Linked DNA regions of Sus scrofa: region 2 is linked to region 1. The links are chromatin contacts, called in public HiChIP or PLAC-seq maps. All regions are on one chromosome and are shown on one strand. The core of a region is the stretch at or near the end of the contact, and the rest is flanking DNA. Distances in the headings are between cores, read along the strand shown. Region 1 holds the start of LOC100156967 (cytochrome c oxidase subunit 5A, mitochondrial). Region 2 holds the start of EDC3 (enhancer of mRNA-decapping protein 3).

What was found. HiChIP or PLAC-seq counts read pairs in DNA pulled down with a chosen protein or histone mark.
Region 2: a contact with region 1 is called in an H3K27ac HiChIP or PLAC-seq map of alveolar macrophages. The contact joins the promoter of EDC3 here to the promoter of LOC100156967 in region 1. A contact is called at or near these places in 1 of 47 Hi-C or Micro-C datasets (heart right ventricle) and 1 of 2 datasets of contacts at active chromatin or transcription factors (alveolar macrophages).

Annotation. Positions count from the first base shown.
Region 1 is chr7:58,621,442-58,628,379 of Sscrofa11.1, forward strand. LOC100156967 (cytochrome c oxidase subunit 5A, mitochondrial) reads left to right here and starts at 1,528. Exons shown (of 5, transcript XM_005666147.2): 1 at 1,528-1,800. The coding sequence starts at 1,695.
Region 2 is chr7:58,824,848-58,831,841 of Sscrofa11.1, forward strand. It overlaps EDC3 (enhancer of mRNA-decapping protein 3), which reads left to right and starts at 3,846. Exons shown (of 7, transcript XM_001927872.4): 1 at 3,846-4,012.

The DNA.
Region 1 (6,938 bases), core at 278-2,777:
ATTAAACTCAAAGAGGCAAAACTTCCCCTGGTGTTGTTTGGTTAAGTTGGTGGGGGAAAATGGGGACAGGTGCTTTGGGGTTTTTTTGTTTGTTTGTTTTTACTTTTGGCCACAACCAGGGGCATATGTAAGTTCCTGGACCAAGGACTGAACCCTCACCATAGCAGTGACTCAAACCACTGCAGTGATAACATCCAGCTCCTTAACCCACTATGCTGCAAGGGAACTCTCAGAGGACAGGTGCTTTGAGAAAAGCTTTTTTATCCGTTTCCCAGCCAGATTCATACCTCCTAAGGCCACACTGCTAGGGAAGAAAAAGAGATCAACACTGATTTTCTGGAGACAGAGCCTGGAGTGAGGAAGAGGAGCTGAATATCCATCTTTTCTTTCTTCAGTGGGTCCAGGGATAGAGAATGAGTGATTACAAGTCAAGAATCTTTACTACTTAACTCTTGGTGGCTGCGAGATAATTCAGGCCTGGGGCAAGCAGGCCCACTGCCCAGGAGCTCAAAATCAGAATGCAGTTACTGAGGCCAGATTTGATATTAAGAGTCTTGGGATTTAATCGACCCCTTCCTGTAGGGACTGGAAGTGGTGGTTTCCCCAGAAACATCCAGGTGAGTCCTGGAACTGGGGATTTGGTGAAAAGAGAGTCAATTGCCTGCAAGAAATCTAATTTCTGAGGCTGTTTCCTTCTCTGTAAAGTGATTGCACTCATATTTTTTTTCCAATTTTTGGCCGCCCCGTGGCATATGGAGATCCTGGGCCAGGGAACAGATTCCAAGGTAATCGCCACTCAAGTCGTAGCTGCGGCAACACCGGGTCCTTAACCCACTATGCGTGGCAGGGGATGGAACCCTGGTCTCAGAGCTCCCAAGACACGGCCAATCCCGCCTGTGGCGCCCCAGCGGGAGCTCCTCCACTCATTTCCTAATGCTTGCGGATTTGTTATACAGGAATATTGCTGTTGATCCCTGTTATGGCGCAGGGGAAAATAATCCGACTAGTAACCATGAGGTTGAGGGTTCCATCCCTGGCCTCACTCAGTGGGTTAAGGATCCGGCGTTGCGGTGAGCCATGGTGTAGGTTGCAGACGCCGCTAGGATCTGGCGTTGCTATGGCTGCAGCATAGGCTGGCGGCTACAGCTCCAATTCCACCCTTAGCCTGGAAACTTCCATTATGTTGCAGGTGCGGCCCTAAAAAGCAAAAAAAAAAAAAAAAGATTAGTTGCTAATAAGATCTTATACACAAGCAGTTGTTTTGCCCCCACTTGTTCTCTTATTGTAGGCTCACACCAGGTGGTAAACAAAAAAGATATTTTTATTATAATTTGTCGTTATTATTGTTATCGTTCCCATTTTGAGGTGCTGGAGTCGCCTCTCGAGCCTGTCCACTGCTGTCCTCTGCCATCCTACCATCCTAGCTCCACAATAGCAGATCTGGTCCACGCCCAGACCCGGGCGGCGGGGCGGGGCGCGGCGCCGAAATGGTTTGTCCTGAACGCGCCGCCGTAGGCCGCCTGCGGCCGCGTGTGGCCCCTTTCCGCCTAGGCGCGAGCGCCGCAGTGGGAGGGCCTCCACGCTCCGCCCGCCCTGCGTCGGTGCGTGAGTTCGGCCCCCACGAGCTTCGAAGCGGCCCTTGAGCTCACACCCGGCTTTGCCTTAGCGTTAACCTGCGCGCCGCCATCGCCGTCATGCTAGGCGCCGCTGTTCGCCGCTGCTCCGTAGCAGCAGCCGCAGTCGCCCGGGCCAGCCCTCGAGGCCTTCTGCACCCCACTCCGACCCCCGGCCCCGCCGCCGGTAAGGCTCCCGCCTGCCACTGTCCGCGCCCGCGTGTCCTTGTGGTGACCTGGGCCCCCGCCGCCATGCGAGGGCAGGCTCGCCCAGAGGCCTAGCCCCTGCCCTGCGGGCCGACGGCCGAACCTGAGGACCGCTAGCCATTCCCGCCGCCGCCGAGTTGTGGAGGACTCGAGGGCGCGTCCCGGGGTCCTCCCTTGGCGCGACTTCCTGGTGCGGGCACCGCGGACCGGTCGAGCGTGGACCTGCTGTGGGTGCACCTCCCGCGCCCACTGGACCTCTTCGGTCCCCGGGCCATGACCGTGCCCTGGCGTTGATCCTGCGGCCACTGACTGGGAGTGGCTACCGCCGGCCTGCAGCGCTTCCGCGAAGGTGACATTGAGCTCAGGGTAGAAGGCGGGAGTGGCCCCTCCGGGGACCCTGGCACCGCCGCCCGCAGCCTCTTCCGAGAACACTTTATACTTCCGTGACTGGGACACAGTGTAGTCTTTTCATCAGGCATTTCTCGTTACCGTTTTGTGTGTCACTTTCTCCAGCCGTTCTTTTATTTTTAGACACTGTTGTGCCATGTTTTAATTCTTCCATCTTTACATTAGATCAGTGTATGTGGTTGTTTCCTGAGGTCTGGAAGAGAGCCTGACTTGATAGGTCTTAGGATAAGAATATTACTGTTTGGAAAACGGGGTACCACAGACCCAGGAGTCCTGGGTCCTACAAACTTGGAGAAGTTTTATTTTTTATTTGTGCTTCCGGCTAGAAGTCTGGTTGCTGGAGTATGAGATGTTCTGCTGATTTCTGTCTCTTATTTTGCCTTCTGCTTAATATGTGTTCCAGGAGACTTTGTGTCCAGCACTGAACTTTTAATTATTGTAAATGCACTTTAAAAAATTTATTGGAATATAGTTGGCTCACAGTGTTGTGCCCATTTCTTGTAACTGCGCTTTGATCTTGGTGCGTGACGGTAGCATATGCTAACGTTATAAAATTTAAACATGCACTCAAACTCAAAACTAATAGTGTTGTTCTTTTGACTATTTAACTAGCGCTTCAGAACCTAAGGAGTTATGTTTTGCTTCGGTTTTGTTCATGTGGATACATTTGGGGGAGGTGTTCTTGACCTCTTGAAAAGAATTGTTACATTTTGTGGCAGGTTGAGGAAGTGGCAGGCTTTCTGCAAACTCTAGATTTAAGGCAGTTCTTTCTCCAGTAAATTTGGACTACTGGTTTATCTGCTAGGCATTCTCCGCACCCTCTTTAGTATAATTCCCTAACAAAAAGCTTTATTTTAGGTATTGTCCCATAGACCTAAATATTTGCCACAAGGAGGCAGTATTGGTTATATTCATGTCAACTGCTTTCTAGCGGTGTGACCTTGGAGGTATTAGTTAAACCTTAAGACTCAGTTCCCTCATCTCTAAAACCAGGATAATATTTAGTAGTTGTGAAATTTAAATGAGATAATATAAACTCTTACCCCTTTCCAGGTACAAATGCTTAAGACATACTTGCTTTATTATAGTGCTTTTCATTTTTGCATATTATAGGTGAGGTTTGTTACCAGTTTGAGACTGAAGAGGTTTTATGCAATTGAAAGTTAAAAAGATTAAGATTTTTGGATGAAGCTATCCAAGGGCAAATGAGAATATACTTGAGAGCTCTGAGGGGGTTAACCTGGATGGAGGGCTTCAAGTTTGCTTTAGATAAAAAACTTAAATTCCGTATTTGCTCCAAGAAATCTTCAGCTTCTAACAGAATTGTTTTCCAGTAACTGCGGGATTAAATAATGAAATATTTTGAATAATGGTTAGATTCTCTAGTCAACCCTTAAAAGTTATGCAATCCTGGCTCCTAATCCTTATCCTGATAGTTTTGGAAAGATGGGAGTTGTTTTCACTTTCCCTTTCTTGTTGCAGTGCCTTTAAGTAGGCACTTTTTATTACCTTCTGATATTTTTTTCTGCACCACTCCCACATTTATAGATTTACAGCCTTTGGGCCCCAAGATTCATGACTGCTCTTAGGTCTTGTACCTCCGTAGCCCTGCCTTTGGGCTTGTTCATGGACACCCTACATTGTTCACCTCTATCCGTTGCTCTTAGATATACCACTACCAAAATGTCCATTCTTTGAGCCATATCTGAGAGTTATTGAATGGAAAACTATCTGATTTAACTAAATTTAAACCAAGGGAATTAATAAGCTCCTTTAATTTTTCTGAATATGTTAGCATTTTATTGTCAGGTAATAGACTGCTTGACTGAATGCCAAAAAGCAGTGTTAGAAATAGATTTTTAGGAGTTCCCGTTGTGGCAAGGTGGATTAGGAATCCAGCGTTGTCTCTGCAGCATTGCAGGTTTGATCCCTGGACTGGTGCAGTGGCTTAAGGATCCGGCATCACCGCAGCTATGGCATAGGTTGATGCTACAGCTTGGATTCAGTTCGAGGAGTTTCCATATGCCATGAGTGTGGCCAATAAAGAAAAAATGTCTTTTTTTTTTTTTTTTTTGGTCTTTCCTAGGGCTGCACCTCTGGCATATGGAGTTTCCCAGGCTAGGGGTCAAATCGGAGCTGTAGCCGCTGGCCTACAGCAGAGCCACAGCAACATGGGATCCGAGCCACATCTGCAGCCTACACCACAACTCACAGCAACGCCAGATCCTTAACCCACTGAGTGAGGCCAGGGATCAAACCAGCAACATCATGGTTCCTAGTTGTATTCGTTTCCGCTGTGCCACCACGGGAACTCCTGAAAAATCCCAGTTTTTTTATAGCTCCCTTTTCCTTCTCTGGAAGCGTCAGTTTGTATAAAAGTACCGAGTAACTGTTTTCCAAGACAGTTTACCTCACAAGCTTCAAAACTAAGTGGAAATGCTGTACTTAAGTAGGGTTGGTATGGGGGAGGGAAAGAATGCCTATGTAGTTTATCTAAAAATCAAAATGCCAGAGTTCCCGTTGTGGCTCAGTGGTAACAAAACCAACTGGTATCCATGAGGATGCGAGTTCGATCCCTGGCCTCACTCACTGGGTTAAGGATCCAGTGTTGCTGTGAGCTATGGTGTAGGTGGAAGATGCAGCTCAGACATCGCTGTGACTGTGGTGTAGGCCAGCAGCTGCAACTCTGATTTGACGCTCTACCCTGGGAACTTCCATATACTGCGGGTGTCACCCTTAAAAGACAGATAAAATAAAATAAAAATAAAAATGTTAAGTATGTCTCTAACTAGAAGAATAGATCCTGCTCTACCCATTACTGGAATTAGGAATATAATTTAAGCCATGTGGGAAAGTATGTTTTTCCTGATCTAGAAGCAGTATGTGTTCCCAGTGCTTACTTGGTATTCTAAATAGTTATCTCCTGTAGGGTTTTTGTTTTGGAATACAACCGGTTTATAACTTGAGACTCTCAGAAGCAAGGTGAACAAATCATTGAGGGTGATCAATTGATCTCCTTGACTAGGATTTGCAGTTGCTGGTCATCTTTTTCATAGTGAGAAAACAAAACAAAGTCACAGTCATCCACTGAAATCCCATGTTGGCAGTGAGCAAAAGAAATTCACTATCATGAAACACTCACTTTCCTAGATGGTTGGAGAAGTACACTTTAAAATTACTTATAGGGGAGTTCCCATTGTGGCGCAGCAGAAACGAATCCAACTAGGAACCATCAGGTTTCGGGTTTGATCCCTGGCCTTGCTCAGTGGGTTAAGGATCTGGCTTTGCCGTAAGCTGTGGTGTAGGTCACAGACTCGGCTCGGATCCCACGTGGCTGTGGCTCTGCCGTAGGCCGGCAGCTACAGCTCCAATTAGACCCCTAGCCTGGGAACTTCCATATGCCGCCGGAAGCGGCCCTAGAAATGGCAAAAAGACAAATAAAAATAAAAATAAAATTACTTATGGGAAGAGAAATATATACTTTGTTTTCCTTAGGTAAATACTTAGAGATAATTGGGTGGGATGATAGATGTGTGTTTTACTTAATAAGGAACTGCTAAACAGTTTATACTTGCATTATATATTTGCACTTTATTCAGCTACAGATAACTTCATTTTTTGAAAAGATAGTTTACAAATTTTTGCAAACAGTGGGCTGAAGAGTTGTTTTTGTTTCTGACATGTTAAGCTTTTAAAATAACCAGAAATTAATACCAAGCTTCTAATTCATGTAACAAGAAATGGAATTTGAAGAATGTTTTATTTCTATAAGTTATGATTTCCATAAATATAAGATAAATTAGGGAGTTCCCATCATAGCTGAGTGGGTTGAGAACCCAGCTAGCATCCATGAAGATGTGGGTTCCATCCCTGGTCTTGTTCAGTGGGTTAAAGGATCTGACATTGCTGTAAGCTATGGTGTAGGCAGGCAACTGCAGTTCTGATTCAACCCCTAGCCTGGGAACTTCCATGTGCCATAGCTGCAGCCCTTAAAGCTGCCATTTTTTCAATGCCTACTTACAAGGGGCTAAGCCCTGGGCAAAGTGTTAGCTGGCTTTCTTTACTTTTCTTTTTTTTGTCTTTTGTCTTCTCAGGGCCCCACCCACAGCATGTGGAAGTTCCCAGGCTAGAGGTCTAATCATAGCTGTATCTGCTGGCCTACACCACAGCCACAGCCATGCTAGATCCAAGCCTAGTCTGTGACCTGCATCACAGCTCACTGCAGTGCCGGATCTTTAACCCACAGAGCAATGCCAGGGATCAAACCCTCATCCTTGTAGATACTAGTCAAATTCATTAACCACTGAGCTACAACGGGAACTCCACCTGGCTTTCTTTTTTTTTTTTTTTTTTTTTTTTTTTTTGCCTTTTAGGGCCGCACCTGTGGCATATGGCAAGGGATCAAATCAGAGCTCCAGCTGCCGGTGTACGCTACAAACACAGCAGTGCTAAATCCGAGCCACATCTGTGACCTACACACAGCTCATGGCAATGCCAGATCCTTAACCCCGGAGCGAGGCCAGGGTTGGAACCCGCAACCTCGTGGTTACTAGTCGGATTCATTTCTACTGCATCACAAGGGGAACACCCTGGCCTTCATTTTTAATCATATTCTGCTAAAGTAGTGGTATCCCATTTTACAGATAAGGATTATAAAACTTGAGTTAATTTTACCAAAGTCAAACAGTGGGAGAGTGAAGAACCTAAAAG
Region 2 (6,994 bases), core at 2,596-5,095, 210 kb after region 1:
GGACCGAACCCGCAACCTCATGGTTCCTAGTCGGATTCGTTAACCACTGCGCCACGACGGGAACTCCCCATTCTACACATTTCTTAAATGCATACAATCAAGATTCAGTTTTCACATCCCCTCATTCCCTTGTGCTTCCCCTTTGCAAACTTCCCATTCCACATGCTCAGGTAAATCCTGGTTTCTGCACCTATAGTTTTGCCTTTTCCAGAGTGTCATACAAATAGGATTATAGCATATAGACTTTTAGGTCTGGCTTTCACTTAGCGTAATGCATTTGAGATTAATCTATTTTTTTTTTGCATGTACTGATTTGTTCATTTTTATTGCTTGTATGGATCTACCAAGGCTTGTTCATCCATTCTTCAGCTGAAGGGCATTTAGATTGTTTCCAATTTTTGGCGATTATAAATAAAGCTGCCATATACATCCCTGGGCTGGTTTTTATGTGGATAGATTTTAATTTCACTTGGGTAAATAAATAAGAATGGGAGCACCAGGTATATGGTTAAATGTTGCCGTTTAAGTGTTTAAAAATTATCGTTAGTGACACATGGATCCTAATATATTTGATGAATTTCTACTGTTTTCACTGATGCCCAAATTGTTCTACTTTTGGCCAGTGGGAACCTCTTCAAGTTGCCATCTGAGTTCTTTTAACAAAAATCTAGTAGTCTTTGCAGTTTCTTAATATCTTGTATGATAAGATGTTTCAGGCATATGGTATTTCTTGTCCAAACCAGTGTTTGAATTTAACACATAAGGAGTATAGCCCATGACTGTAGCAAGGACAAGGGGTTTGGAACAATGTCACAGGATGACTCTCCACCTTCTCTAACTCTGTAAAATGCCAATCTTTAATCTGAATTTGTTGTGCAATTAATGAACACCTCAAATTCTAGATTCTGCTGAGAGAACAAGCCTTTTGTGCAAAACTGAATATGCATTTGTGTGGAGATATCATAGCCCAGAGGAAAAGGCAAAAGAAAGAATTAGGCTTTGGAGGAGTAAACCTTGTCAATTTCTGTATGTGATTTGGACATGGAGTGGTGGTGGGAGGTTTGGAGAAGGAGCAGTGATGCTAGGAGGATGCCATCTTTTCTCTGTTAAGCAAAGAACTTGATGTGGCACCAAAAGTACAGTCTTCCAGCCACAGCATCAGATCTCCCTGTCAAAATACAGATTCCTAGATTCCACCCCAGATTTCCTGAGTCAGACTCTTGAGAGTGAGGCCTAGGAGGTGTAAATATTTTTTGGCTGTACCCTTGATATACGGAAGTTCCTGGGTCAGGGATTGAACCTGAGCCACAGCAGTGACAACACCAAATCCTTAACCACCAGGCTACCAGGGAACTCCCTAGAATGTGTTTTTGTTTTTTGATTTTTAGGGCCGCACCCCAGGCATATGGCGATTTCCAGGCTAGGAGTCCAATCAGAGCTACAGCTGCTGGCCTACACCACAGCCACAGCAACAAAGAATCCGATCCGAGTCTGTGACCTACACCACAGCTCACAGCAACACCAGATCCTTAACTCACTGAGCAAGGCCAGGGATCGAACCCACAACCTCGTGATTCCTAGTCAGATTCATTTCTGTGGTGCCACAATGGGAACTCTGAGAATATGTATTTTTAACAAGTAGGATACAACTAGTTTGTGGTTTCTGAAAGAACTTAAATAAAAGTAACTCTTATACACTCAGGTCAGGAAGGGAAACAATCCCTTTCTCAGGGAGAATCTTTGAGATTCTCAAATGACCAGCCCTTAGAGAAAGAATGGAATGGACACAGATTAGAGAAAACAATGATTCTCTTTTCCAATTCTGAATGTATTTGCCACTTTTTGTAGGCCAAAGGAGAAACTTAATGCTTAAAATCATGAAAAGATTTAAAAGTCTGGGTGATTGATCCTTCCATGAGATGAAAGTTCAAAAACAATATAGCATAATTCTCTAAGCAGAGCAATTCATTTAATGGAATTAAGGCGGATATTGATCTCTTTTCCCAAGTGTAATGGCTGGCCAACTAGGACTTCAGATCTGACTAGAGCTTCCTACTCTGAGCTCTGAGGAAAGTCCTATATTGCCTCAGAGCAATCTGTTCATTCATTCAACAAACACTTATTTTAGCACCTACTATTTGGTAGGCACTGTGCAAAGTGATGGGGATACATGAGCAGACAAGCATCCAAATGACCTTGGAGGCTACAGCAGTGCTTGCAGCAGAGAACAACCACAAGACGAAAGATTGATTCTCTTGTGAATTTGGACAACTACGCTGCCCTTCCAAGCAGTGGTTCCCAAACCAGGTGTCAGACTTCAAGATGATCTTGCAAACTCTAAAATTCCTCATTTACACTGTCTTGGCCCTAAACGTCCGCTCTTTTCAAAATCAAGACTAAAATACCACGGAAAAGAGAGCGGCACTTTTCCTCCCAATGAACAATGGGGGTGGGGATGGGGGTAGGGAAGCACAGGAGAATTAACTACTCTTACTGGCTGACATTAAGCCCAAAATGAGCTGGAGCTGATAAACTCTGAAGATAAACAACAAAGGGAATTTTTCGTTTCCTTTAACTCACCACTGGGATCTACTTATTGCACCCCACAGCTGAAAATGATCAAAGATGAGGTCCCTGTCACTAGGCGCAAGCCCCGCCCCTAAGTCTTCTGCCCAGCTATTAGCGTAAGAGGAACTGGAGGAGTTTTTAATTAAGACTAAGAAAGATAGGAATTCCCGTCGTGGCTCAGTGGTTAACGAATCCGACTAGGAACCATGCGGTTGTGGGTTCGGTCCCTGCCCTCGCTCAGTGGGTTAAGGATCCGGCGTTGCCCTGAGCTGTGGTGTGGGTTGCAGACACGGCTCGGATCCCGCGTTGCTGTCTCTGGCATAGGCTGGTGGCTACAGTTCTGATTCGACCCCTAGCCTGGGAACCTCCATATGCCGCGGGAGCGGCCCAAGAAATAGCAAAAAGGGAGTTCCCGTCGTGGCGCAGTGGTTAACGAATCCGACTAGGAACCATGAGGTTGCGGGTTCGGTCCCTGCCCTTGCTCAGTGGGTTAACGATTCGGCGTTGCCGTGAGCTGTGGTGTAGGTGGCAGACGCGGCTCGGATCCCGCATTGCTGTGGCTCTGGCGTAGGCCGGCAGCTACAGCTCCGATTCAACCCCTAGCCTGGGAACCTCCATATGCCGCGGGAGCGGCCCAAGAAAGAGCAACAACAACAACAACAAAAGACAAAAAAAAAAAAAAAAAAAAAAAAGGATAAGAAAGATAGGAGTTCCCCTTGTGGCTCGGCGATAAGGAACCCGACCAGTACCCATGAGTAAGCGGGTTTGATTCCTGGCCTCGCTCAGTGGGTTAAGGAGGGTTAAGGATCTTACGTTGCCCTGGGCTGTGATGTAGGTCGCAGACAGACACCCACTCGGATCTGGTGTTGCTGTGGCTGTGGCTTAGGCCAGCAGCTACAGCTCCGATTGGACCCCTAGCCTAGGAACTTCCATAGGCAGAAGGTGTGGCAGTAAAACACATACACAACACGCTAAGCAAGATGGACTTCCCATAGGGGCGCAGCGGGTTAAGGATCCATTGCAGCAGCTGTGGCTAGGTCACAGCTGTGGCTGGTATTGATCCCTGGCCTGGGAACTTTCATATGCCCCGAGTGCGGGAGACCCTCTACTCGAAAACAGAATCCACTTGACAGAAGTGGGGCACGCAAAATGGGCTCGCAGGAACGATTCCGGAAAGCCTCAGAGCTGCCGGAGGCCAGGTTCTCTCAAACTCTCAAATTTCCCGGGAGCCCCGCCCCTCAACAGCCAGCTCTTCGGTATCCGAGGCGTCGCGCCGGAAGTGACCTAAGGACGATGGTGAGACGCTGGGCGCTTCCGGCGGCGGAGGCGGCCGCGGCCCGGGCTGTGTAGGTGGGTGGAGGAGCCTATCCGTCTCAGGTCTTCGAGTGCTTCGGAGCCGGCTCCGTGTGGTGTGCGGAGGAGGCGTAGGCCCGGCGGCGTGGAGGTGGGAGCGAAGGGGAGGCGGGTGGCTCTTGGGCGCTCGTGGGAGGAGGCTTCCGGGGTTGCCAGGAGGGTTTGCTTTTAGGTTTCGTGGTTCTAGGCCTTGGACCTTTATAGAGGCGAGCACGAGCTGGGGGCCCATTACTAAGGCTTGCTTTGGGGATGTGGTTTGAGGTGAGAGTCGGAGGGGAGCGGGATTCAGAATAGTCGAGGAATTGTGGGAGGTGTGAGCCATTAGTGGCCTATGCTCTTAGTTTAGTCTTGTTGATGGCTGCTGCAGCCCGTCCACTTAGTGCTCCGTGCCTCAGTTTTCTTTTGCACAGTGGGGTCGGGTGGCAGGGAAGAGCGCGAGTGCCACATAGCTGGAAGACAGAAGTGAACTGGGGTCTGAGAGAGAAGGGTGGCTGAGAAAGTAATGATAGTTGGCTCAGGGCACAGCTTCTGCTGAATCCTAGGGACTTTCCCTTGTTTTTTTTTTTTTTTTTTTTTTTTTATTGCTGTTGCTATAAGTTTGAATTTGTGCTCTTTGTGTGATATTGGTTGATTTGGTCAGCAATTGACTTGTTGAATGGTTCATTTGGCGTGTGGGAGGCGTGGTCCTCACTTGCTTGGCCAGGTGGTTGTCAATAAATCTAGTTCCAGAGCTAGGAGCCCTAACAGTCCTCTCTTGTGGTTACAGATGAAGAACTCGAGGCCTTGAGTGGTTTTTGTTCTCTTTCCTAGCCACAGACTAAATTCAGTTGTCTGTGGTCTGTCAAATACAGGTCTTAATCTCATCAAAACAAATGTCTCTGACAGGTTACTATTTCAGCTGGAAACCTCAGGTGGATTCTAGTCTTTATTATGAATGGAAGATTAAGTATATTGAGCACAAAATTGATACTTTTTTGTTTTCTCTGTGTGAAGTGGATATGGTTACAAATACAAAGAACATAACTTTTTGACTGCTGAGAATTTTTGAGTGGAGCTTTCCTGAGGCTGTAGGGCTATGGGACTAGCATAGTGTCTCTCAAACTTTTTTCACCTGTGATCCACAGTTAATGTATTTTACATAGTGACTCTCTGTGATCCCCTCATGCATAGAGTGTGTACACACAAACAAAAGTTTACTCTTTCTACATATGATGCCCTCTGACATTTTCTATTTCATTAAAATAAAAAAAAGTTGATTGTAGCCACTAAATTGACTCTGACAGCTAATGAATCTGCCTGCTAAAGACCTGTAGTTTGAAACACATTGGGCTAGAAAATGTTTAAGATCTTTGTGATTCCTGAGATTCTCTAATGCAAGGTGAAAAAGTGTATCATTTTTCTGTTCTTAACCACAGGATCAGGGTTGCTAGAATTCTTCAGCCAGAACAACAGGACAGAACATCCATATTTGGTGTCCCAAAGGAGCACAGTATCCATAGTGATAGTGTGTCAGAATTTTGGCAAGGCATTTAAGTCTTTTACAATGACCTGGTGGGTGAGATGGGGTATTTGCCAGATTGTGATAAATAGATGAAGTCATGTCTCTAAGCATCTGTGTCTGGAGGGATTTGATTTACACAACTTACAGCTGGGATTTTGGTGATTGGCATTGAGGCTCTTTCACTCTCTTTATACACAGTGTGTATTTGAAGCCTTATCTGGAGGGTGTGCTTATCAAATTTGTTGCCTTTTTGACGTGAAGAGAGAAAGTATTAGCTGGTTAATCTCAAGATTTGCCCAGTGTAGTTTAATGAAATGGGAGGGTCATCATAAATTTAAGTAGATAAATATTTAATTTTAAATAATTTATGTTGTAATTTCTCACAGGTAGTAAATATTGGCTTTTTAAAAATAGAATTTCCCACCTATAATAGACATTTGGTGTTTTAAAAATATGCAAATAGGAGTTCCCGTCATGGCGCAGTGGTTAACGAATCTGACTAGGAGCCATGAGGTTGCGGGTTTGATCCCTGGCCTTGCTCAGTGGGTTAAGGATCCGGCGTTACCATGAGCTGTGGTGTGGGTCACAGACGCGGCTCGGATCCCACGTTGCTATGGCTCTGGCGTAGGCCAGAGGCTACGGGTCTGATTAGACCCCTAGCCTGGGAACCTCCATATGCCGTGGGAGCGGCCCTAGAAAAGGCAAAAAAGGACAAAAAAAAATGCAAATAACCTTTTTTATATTAAAAAACTCATGGAGTTCCCGTCGTGGCGCAGTGGTTAACGAATCCAACTAGGAACCATGAGGTTGCGGGTTCGGTCCCTGCCCTTGCTCAGTGGGTTAAGGATACGGAGTTGCTCTGAGCTGTGGTGTAGGTTGCAAATGGGGCTTGGATCCCGTGTTGCTGTGGCTCTGGCGTAGGCCGGCAGCTACAGCTCCGATTAGACCCCTAGCCTGGGAACCTCCATATGCCGTGGAAGCAGCCCAAGAAATGGCAAAAAGACAAAAAAAAATAAAAATAAAAATAAAATAAAAAACTCTTAAGGTAGGGATATGTATGAATGGTGTATTATATATAATACTTGATTTTCAGATGTTAAGCCAATCTGTGTTCCTAGAATGAATCCCATTGAGTCATGATGTAGAATACTTTGTATGTATATGTTGCCAAATTCAGTTTGCTCATCTTTTGATAAGAATTTTTTACCCACATTCATGAGGGATATTGGTCTAATATTTCCTTATGTTGTCTCTGGCTCACCTTAGTATCAGAGTAAAAGTACCCTCATACAATGAGTTGGGAAATGTTCCTCTTCTGTTTTCTGAAAGAGTTTGTGTAGAATTGTTATTTCTTTCTTTCTCTGTTTGATAGAGATTATCAGTGGTAAAGTCCTCTGGGGGAAGATTTTAAATTACTAATTCACTTTCTTTACTTGGAATAGGTCTATCTGATTTTCTATCACTTTTTTTTTCCTACCTGCTGATATTTATTTATTTATTTTTTATTTTATTTTATTTTATTTTTATTTTCCCACTGTACAGCAAGGGGGTCAGGTTATCCTTACATGTATA